3 separate regions of the Mus musculus genome follow, and regions 1 and 2 are each linked to region 3. A link is a contact called in public Hi-C and HiChIP or PLAC-seq data. All regions are on one chromosome and are shown on one strand. The core of a region is the stretch at or near the end of the contact, and the rest is flanking DNA. Distances in the headings are between cores, read along the strand shown. Region 1 overlaps Smoc1 (SPARC related modular calcium binding 1). Region 2 overlaps Smoc1 (SPARC related modular calcium binding 1). Region 3 holds the start of Smoc1 (SPARC related modular calcium binding 1).

Region 1 (2,700 bases), core at 104-2,603, 58 kb after region 3:
TCTTCTTCTCCCTCTCTCCCTCCCTCCCTGCCTCCCTCCCTGCCTCCCTCCCTCCCTGCCTCCCTCCCTCCCTCCCTCCCTCCCTCCCTCCCTCCCTCTCTCCCTCCTTCCCTCTCTCCCTTTCCCATCTATCTTCCTTTCTGTTCATGACAACTGTTCATCAACATGAACTTCTGCCCCTTAGCCACAAGCACAGGCCACGTTTGTGCTTCAGGGTGTGACCCGAGACCCACTTCTGCCTGTAGGCTCCTTAATCTCTTCACAACCCCATCTTTTTGTGCTTCCAGCCCTCAGCCCAGTGATTTTGGGCCGTTAAGCAATGAAGTACATAGTGTATGGCTCTTCAGTTAAGTCGTGAAGTAAGTAGTGTATGGCACTTGAAGGTTGATCTCTACTCCCTAAGCTCAGCACCGACTTCTGAATGGAGGGGTGGGTCACCTTCTCTGACAGCCTAAGGCAAGACCTGGGTCAGGCATCTAATGTATACCCAAGAAATAATTGGTGAATTAACCAACAGGAAATTAGCTTAAATTATAGCGTGAGGCATTTAGATTAAACTTAGGGAAGGATTTGTAGAGAGCAACCAGCTGTTGAGGGAGGTAGTAGCAATGTTAACTAACTAGGTCTTGTCTTGTTCATAATTTTTTTTCCTTGAGCAGCTCTATCGGGGACATGACATCAGCAATAGAAGCTTGTATACAAAAAGGGATGGGGAAGAGCAAGACATGGAACAGGTTTAATGTCCAGTTTGAAGATTCCAACATTCTGATGGTGCTTTCTTCCTACTTTTCATTCTTATTATTGATCATGGGTATGTGTGTGAGAGGTAGGGGGTCTGGGGTGGGGAGGGAACAGCGAAGCTGAACCACATAGGAACAGTAGCCTCAACAAGGCCAATGCTTTTGAACCCTGAGCTTCTTCTCCAGGTCCCAACCCAGAGTGGGTTGCCCTGTCGCCTGCATCCCCTGGGATACTTGAGCTCAGGCTGGGTGCCTTGTGCTGCTCAGTTTTCAGGAAAGGACACTTCCCATTACCAGGTTGTCTGCCTGCGGGCTAGGGACTTTTGGTGGGTCTAGAAGTGCAGATGTGGAGCCTGGGCCAGCTTCTGCCCTGTGTAGCCTCCTGTGGAATACCCTGGAGAGAGGCTGGGGTGCTGTTGCTCAGTGCCTTGGGTATGGTTCCACATAAAGGAACCCTGGGTACCTCTGAGATACAGATGGTGGCTTCCACAGAGGTGTTATTTCTGGCAACCCTGTGCTCCCTTCTGCCCCTCTGGGGTTGGAAGAGAAAGGATCTGGGTAGTGGGGAAAGAAGTGCCTCTTTGGGCTTCACAGAGAGCATTGTTTACAGTCATAGCTTTCTCCTTTTCTCAATGGCTGGATTAGATCATTCAGACTTTTGTTTTCCACTGCAGTAACCCTGGCACCATTCAGTTAAAGGTTGCTTTGTGGTTCCAGGAACTTCAACATGTGATAGAAAATGGGGAGAACTGTCATGGTAGGGGTAGTCCTCCCCTGCACACCCATCCCAGAGCTGTGATGGGCTGGGGTGACAGTTGCAGGGCAAAGATACCCTGTCAGACTGGAAGGGTTGGAGGTGCCAGTGGTACCTGATCTGTTTTGTCATCTGTCATCCCATGAGACCATCTGAGCAAATCTGAAATAAGATGTCAGTGACTACTGTGGGAAGACTAAAGAGATGGCTCAGTGGGTGAAGTGCTTGTAATGACATGCAGTTTGGGTCCTCAGCACCCAAATAAATACTGGGCAGCTGTGGCAGCCTGCCCATAATCCGGCACTCAGAAGCAGGGCCAGGGAATTCTCAGAGCAAGCAAGCTTGCCAGCTAGACAGGCTGAAGTGACAAGCTCTGGGTTGAAGCAAGAGACTGCCTCAGTATGTAATGTGGAGAGGAATACAGGAAAATATCCAGCAACCTTTAGCTGCCTCCCCACTCAAATGCACTCCATGCACCTTTGCAAAAGACTAGAGAAAACCTGAGCAGTGGTATTCAGACTTCTTGCAGATATCCAATCTTTCCTGTCAGACGCTGGGGAATCTGTGATGATAAGCATGTGTTGGGTGGTGTATGCATTAGGGTGTGTAAAGGAAGGCTTAATATTGAAAATATATATATAGAATAACGCAAGGAAAAAATATACTTTTTTTTTCCATATAGGGAGGGTATCATGTCTTATACTGCCCAGGTTGGTTTCCAACTTGTATAGTCCTGGCTCAGCCCCTAGAATACTCAGATTATAAGCACGAACCACTATATCTAGCTGCAAAATATGTCTTTAAGACAAAGGCTTTTGTTTTTTTCCACACTAGAGCCAGAACCGAGGGCAACACATTGGTGAATGCTCTACCACCGACTTACACACTCAGTCCACAATGAAGTCTTTTCATCTTACTTTAATCCAGAGATCCTTATGGGATCTAAAAATAAAAGAGAAATATTAGGCTGGTAATATTACTTATTGTAAGATTTAGGATAGCAATTAATTGCAGGACAGAAATAACATTGCATTCTACTTAAAAGTCATCACCACCATGCCTGCAAAGCAGAAGCCATTTCCACTATAGTTGCTATTATTTTTTAATTTGAAACTTTTTGGAACTTAAAATGGTTTTCACTTCTTTCTGTTGTGGGCTTAAAAATCGCTGTAATACAAAATTAGAAAGAAACGTATTCACACAAAT
Region 2 (2,840 bases), core at 128-2,627, 37 kb after region 3:
CTGAACCTCTCCATCTAAGTCTTCCCCTCACCGTGGGTGACCAGATGCTGCTTCAACCTCTACCCCTTAGGCTTTTGTGATGGGGCTATCTCTTGTGCTCTGCACAGAATCCAGCACAGAATCGTCTGTAGCCCATCCCTACTGCCTGTGCTAGCACTCCCTCCCACCCCTTACTGGACCAATCTGCTTTAATTTCTCCTGTGTTACTTTCTTGTGGCCCTCTAATTTCTCTGCTCCTTTGACAGGCAACTCTCTCAACTGTCTGTCCCAACTCATTTCTCATGATCTCTTGCTTCTGTCTTACCTCAAACCTATCAAACTTTTTTCCTGAAACAGCTTTCTAGTGTCACATGTGACTTCTAAGCTGGTTATGGCCGTAGTCAGCGGTCGGAGCTCAGTGTTCTGGACCTGAGGTGGCATGTGACACAGCCAAGGCCTGCACCTTCTCACTTTCAGACACATCACGTCCTTGGTTCTCCTCTGACCTTCCGGAATATTCCTCGATAGTTTCATTTGCTGATTCCTCCTCTTCTCCTGATTCTTCCTTGTTTCTTGGTTTCTCCTGATTGCTCTCTCCTCTAAATATTGGGATTCCCTCCTGTGTCTTCCACCACTTAAAGTTTTCCATCTATTAATATTGGTGTTCTTCTGAGTCAGTCTCTGGAAGTCTCCACTCCAGTGCCTCTCAATCTTCTTAACACTGTGACTCTTTAATACAGTTCCTCATGTTGTAGTGACCCCAAGCCATAGACCTTTTTCATTGCTACTTCATAACTATAATTCTGCTACTGCTATGAATCTTAATGTAACTAACTGATATGCAGATAGTCTTAGGTGACCCCTGTGAAAAGGGGGTGCTTCCCACAGTTGAGAACCATGGCTCTACATCTTTATTGTCTTTGTGTTTTGAATAATTTTGAATACAAAATTGTCTCAATTTATGTCTCTAATCAGAATGTACTCATACAAACATATTTAACTTCTCACTCAGCATCTCTGTGTGAATTTTTAATAGCACCTAAAGCAAGGAAAAAAACAAAAACAAAACCAAACAACCCTCCACATCTTTTTCACTGACTGCAGCAGACTTATTTTGTCTCCCCCAACTCCTAAGAGATAGTTTCATGTTTCCAATTGTGATAAAGCCTTCGGAGCTATAGAGGAGAGAGAACTTTTTCTCTATCCTTTATGGGTACAGATTAAGCTGACAGCAGGCAGGTTGATGGGAGGAAAAAAAGTATGAATTAATTACGCCCCTGAGATATACTAGGTTAAATAAATGAGGGAAGACATAGACACTTCTTTATCCTCACTGCAGCTTGTAGGCAACTTCCGGTAAAAGGCGAATGGGCCCGCAGAGCACAGGTGACAGTTGGTCGGGAACAGCTGGAGTGATGCTTACCTCTGCCTGCCTTTCTGGTTTGTTTCATCTTCCCCATTATGGCAGAGTTCATGACAATTACACTCCATTTAAAGGTTCTGTTTCCAGACAGATAAGAGAAGTCCAGAGGAAGCCCCTCCCTGGACTGACTGTTCCCCAACCGCTCTCAGTTTGAAATTTCAGGTGATATACTCTGGGGTTACCTTTCCTTAAGTCCTTCATGTCTGAAGCTCCCTGGAAGTTCTGCACCTTAGACATTCAGATGCATCTGTGGAGAGAAACCAGGTCAGAAGCCAAGAGGCTTGGGGGTGGGTCACCCCCGCTGTGCAGCTGTGTTGGCTTCAGGAAATGGGGCTGCAGGTGGGTTTCCATCCAGAGTACAATTCTCTATGGTGCAAGCAAACACTGTTTACATAGAAGCATTTCTATGGAAACAAAAGTTAATGTTTGGAGCAACCTGTACTTTCTCAGTTGGTAGGGCAGCCAGCTGAGAGATTTCTAGATGCTAAGCTCCAAGCATCTTCAATTGGAACAAGGGAAGGCGAGGCAGTAGGAAAAAAAATTCCTGGTGAACTTTCTGAGCACTCTGTATATCAGCAGACATGACGCTTATCCACACATAATTTGGGCTGATTTTCTGCAGCCCATATCGAGCTATCCAGCTTCAGCTTCCATTGGTCCAGGCAAGGGTAGCTTTATTTTCAGTAATTTCAAGTCAGAGGGAAGGGAAAAAGTGGATTGTGTGGGAACTAGAAGACTTAAAGATCTTATTCTGTTTAAGGGTAAAGTAAACCTCTCCAAATAAGGAGTTAGTATTTTTATTTTTACATGTGACTCATGAGAAAGAGAGAGAGAGAGAGAGAGAGAGACAGAGAGAGAGACAGAGAGACAGAGAGAGAAGGAGAATGAGAGATAGAGAGAGAAGGAGAAAGAGAGGGAGAGGGAGAGGGAGAGAGAGAGACAGAGAGAGAGAGAGAGAGAGAGAAAGAGAGAGAGAGAATTTAACAAGGGTGAATTATATTTTTCCCTAATGGTTTTTCTCTCTATCATCACTCTCATTTATTTATTTATTTATTTATTTATTACCACAGATAATCACAGTAGACTGGTCTTTGAAAAATAACTTTATTCTCATTAAACTTGGCTTGACTATTTCTAATACATAAGTGCTATGATACTGATAATTGGCTGCAAGGACCCTTTTTGCTGCAACTTAAAACAATACTTGTGTGTATGTGTTTGCGTATTGTATGTATATGTGCTTGTGTGCTATTTCTCTGTATGTAAATAATTCGAAGCTGCATGGAAGCTGGAGGGCGACCTCAGGTGTCGATCTTTGCTTTCCACTTTGTCTGAGACAGAGTCTCTTGTTCAATGCTATTATATGACCGGTGACCTGGCCAACTAGCTTTTGGGGATTTTCCTGTCTCTGCCTCCCATTTCATTGTGAGAGTGTTGA
Region 3 (2,907 bases), core at 349-2,848:
TAGATGGCAGAACTGGAATTTCACCCCCATGGCAGTGGTGGTGGGTTCTGGCTCTAAAATATGATCAAGCCACTGAGTCCAGGTGGGAGAGACATGACACTTTTTTTTTTTTTAGAAATGTGCTTCATTTTAGTTTGAAGAACCCTTTATTCTTGCCTGGACATTCCCGTCTGAGGCTGATGGGGGAGGTGCAAAGCCCCTTGAACAGAGAGTGGTGCATTCTGGTTTGTTGTTCAGGAAGACTGGCTGGCTGTAGGGTGAAGGCTGTCTGTATGCAGCCAGATGGGGGTTAGGGTTAGCTTGCTCTTATAATCGAGAAGAGAAGCTGGAAGGGAGCAGAGCTAATCTTTGTCAGGACCTCTCAGGGCAGTCAGGGAGCTGTGAAACCTGGGCTTTATTTCAATCTGGTTAGAGAAATGGATCTTTCTTCACGAAGGGACGGGCCTGGACCGGTGGAAATCAAGCACGAAGAGTTGTGTTCCACTTTTGGAGATAATCACGGGTCTCTTGCGGGGAAGGCAGCAGACACTTTGTTGGGTTGAAGTGAGTGTGTGTGATGCGATGTAGCTGTTACCATTTTCAGGGTGGCCTCTTGGACCACTATGGAAAGAGCTCTAGCACCTGATAGGCCTGCTTAGAGCTGACCTATACAATCCAGGCTTGGGCTCCCAGGAAATTGCTCCTTGGAGGTCTCTAGGATATCTGTGCTCACAGAACACTCCTCCATCTCCTCCATTCATAACTTTCCTCCTCCCAATATGGGACCAGGATTCCTGGGACTGCCCTCTCCTCCCCGGCCTCCGCCCCAGCGTTGTTAGGCCACAGAGAAGCTGCTCCTGTGTTCTTTAAGTTCAGACTGATTAGCCAAGATGCCCGGGTTCTGACCGCAGGTCACATGGACCATAGGGCCATAGGGGTAGTTTACTGGACCCTCGGGGGACCCACCTTAGGCTGCTTCGGTTCGCCTCCGTCAGAATTATCTCAGGCAGCCGCTGTGGAACTTGGGTGTCACCCGTAAGGAGATTTTTTTTTTCTTTTTGAAATAAATGAATACCTCTTCCCGTAGGTCGCAGCTCACTCTGTGGGCCGCACCTGGTGGTTCCCCAGGTTGCCCTTGATTTTGCGGCCTCCGGGAAACATTTCTCAAGGACTTTGGGTCATTTGGAGCTATTTTCCCTGCCTGCTTCATGGAGCTGTTGCGACAACTCAAGCCTAAGAACTAACACACGATAAGTGTGTAAGGCTTCTTTACTATCCAGGTGACCATTCAGGAGGGACTGAGGCTGCTGGAGCGCGCGGAGGTTCCCAGCGAGGACTTGCTGAGAAAAAGTTACTCTTTATCCCAGCCTCTGCTGGAGCCCACTGTGGCCGGGAAGCCAGTGTAGCTCCTGGGGGGGTGGGGGGTGGGGGTGGGGGTGGGGGTGGGGGTGGGGGTGGGGTGGGGTACTGACCACGAACCGCCCCTCTCATCTCTCTCCCATTGGCTTCCACCTGCCGGAGGGTCGGCTGCTACAGGCCTCTCGACCCGTCAGTCAGCCTCTCCGGGCCCCGCCCCTCCCCTCCCGGGGTTTATAACGGGAATTCCCATGGCCCGAGCTCCCGCATCCAACCTGCTGTCGCCGCGGCCACGCCGAGCGCAGCAGGCGCCACGCGCAGAGCACACGCTCGCACTCCAGCTCCGGGCCTCCGCCGTTCATGACCGTGACCCCGGGCGCAGGCTCCTCCAGCCCCTGCCGCTGGCTCTTCGGCCACTCCCAGCTGCTGCAAGGGTCCCCACCTCCCCAAGTGCTTTGAAGCTAGCCTGAGCCCCCCTGCCCGCTGCCCGCTCGTGGCTGCCCGGCTCCGCTGGCACCATGCTGCCCGCGCGCGTCCGTCTGCTCACGCCCCACTTGCTGCTCGTGTTGGTGCAGCTGTCCCCGGCCGGCGGCCACCGCACCACCGGCCCCAGGGTAAGTGCGTCTCCCAGCTGCGCGCGCCCACCTGCGCTTGGCCGCTCATCTACAGGAGGGGGAAGGGAGGTGTCAGACCTTGTCCTCGACTTTACCGTCTAGTCCCTTGCAGGCCTCTTGGAGAAGTTGCTGAAATAAAATTTCATTGCCCCCCTCCTTCCCCGCCTTTTCTTGTAGCACTGACTCCCCACGACCTGTCACCGGTGGGTTTTCTTTCTCGAACTTCTCCTGAGGTTTTTCTCCTGGGCCTCCTAGGTCGGTGGGATCTCGGCCTTGGCTGGAGCAGAGTTTCCCTATGTTGTCGCTGCACCAGTCCCTCGAGCTGGCTTTCTTGGCAGGCAGAGGGTGTGTGTGTGTGTGTGTGTGTGTGTGTAGAAGGGGCGGGGGGGGGCACTCTGCCTAGAGAGTTTTAGGTTACCCGCGAGCCACACAAGGACCTTGTGTTGTTGTTGTTTTAAAAAGCAATCGCTGCTCGTAAAACCCACAGCAGATAATTTTAATGCCCCCCTCCTGCTGGCCTGGCCCTGGAGGAGTGGCAGGGGTAGGGAGCCGTGGAGAAGTTCGGAAGAACTTCTCCCCTGGGTTGGATCGGTTGAACCTTGATCTGATTGGAGTTTCTGAACCACACGAAATGTGCCAATTCTGTGCACAGGACGGGTTGTCCAGGGCATTGTAAAAAAAACGGGAACCAGCAGCACCGTGCTCATTTCTGGTCTAGATTATTGTTCTCCCTGCTCCCTCCTAATGGTCTAATAAAGAATTTCACTGCCTTAAAAATGTATTTGTTAAACCACCTAGAGGTTCCTTTGGCAACACGTAAGGGAGGCAGTCTCTGGGCAAGGATCAGGGTCAGTAAGATCAGAAGCCGGACCTCTGGGTAGCAGCTTGCCCGCTCCCATTCTGCGAGAATCTCTCTGGGAAAATAGCAAGGATTTGACTTCTGAGCAAATGAAGTTGG

What was found. A called contact is a pair of places that touch in the nucleus more often than the background predicts. HiChIP or PLAC-seq counts read pairs in DNA pulled down with a chosen protein or histone mark.
Region 1: an H3K27ac HiChIP or PLAC-seq map of stem cell-derived neural progenitor cells shows a contact between it and region 3, with 2.2 times the contacts expected there. The contact joins the enhancer-like site here to the promoter of Smoc1 in region 3. A contact is called at or near these places in 5 of 39 promoter capture datasets (the HPC-7 cell line, liver, macrophages and 1 more), 8 of 484 Hi-C or Micro-C datasets (dorsal root ganglion neurons, liver, nephron progenitors and 1 more), 7 of 115 datasets of contacts at active chromatin or transcription factors (the 230-238 cell line, the SCID.adh cell line, T-cell acute lymphoblastic leukemia and 3 more) and 1 of 9 other capture datasets (adipose tissue).
Region 2: a Hi-C map of double positive thymocytes shows a contact between it and region 3, with 1.4 times the contacts expected there. The contact joins the enhancer-like site here to the promoter of Smoc1 in region 3. A contact is called at or near these places in 2 of 39 promoter capture datasets (liver and macrophages), 1 of 484 Hi-C or Micro-C datasets (double positive thymocytes), 4 of 115 datasets of contacts at active chromatin or transcription factors (the SCID.adh cell line, T-cell acute lymphoblastic leukemia, embryonic stem cells and 1 more) and 1 of 9 other capture datasets (liver).

Annotation. Positions count from the first base shown.
Region 1 is chr12:81,083,643-81,086,342 of GRCm38.p6, forward strand. All of the region lies in intron 1 of Smoc1 (SPARC related modular calcium binding 1), which reads left to right. Among named protein-coding and RNA genes, the nearest start is that of Smoc1, 58 kb to the left of the region's middle. Within about 2 kb of position 1,354, at least 12 of the 459 cell types and tissues checked have an H3K27ac peak or open chromatin away from gene starts, as enhancers often do. A contact at or near this core is called in stem cell-derived neural progenitor cells, where this site is marked.
Region 2 is chr12:81,062,069-81,064,908 of GRCm38.p6, forward strand. All of the region lies in intron 1 of Smoc1 (SPARC related modular calcium binding 1), which reads left to right. Among named protein-coding and RNA genes, the nearest start is that of Smoc1, 37 kb to the left of the region's middle. Within about 2 kb of position 1,378, at least 7 of the 459 cell types and tissues checked have an H3K27ac peak or open chromatin away from gene starts, as enhancers often do. A contact at or near this core is called in T-cell acute lymphoblastic leukemia and double positive thymocytes, where this site is marked.
Region 3 is chr12:81,025,210-81,028,116 of GRCm38.p6, forward strand. It overlaps Smoc1 (SPARC related modular calcium binding 1), which reads left to right and starts at 1,599. Exons shown (of 13, transcript NM_022316.2): 1 at 1,599-1,949. The coding sequence starts at 1,854.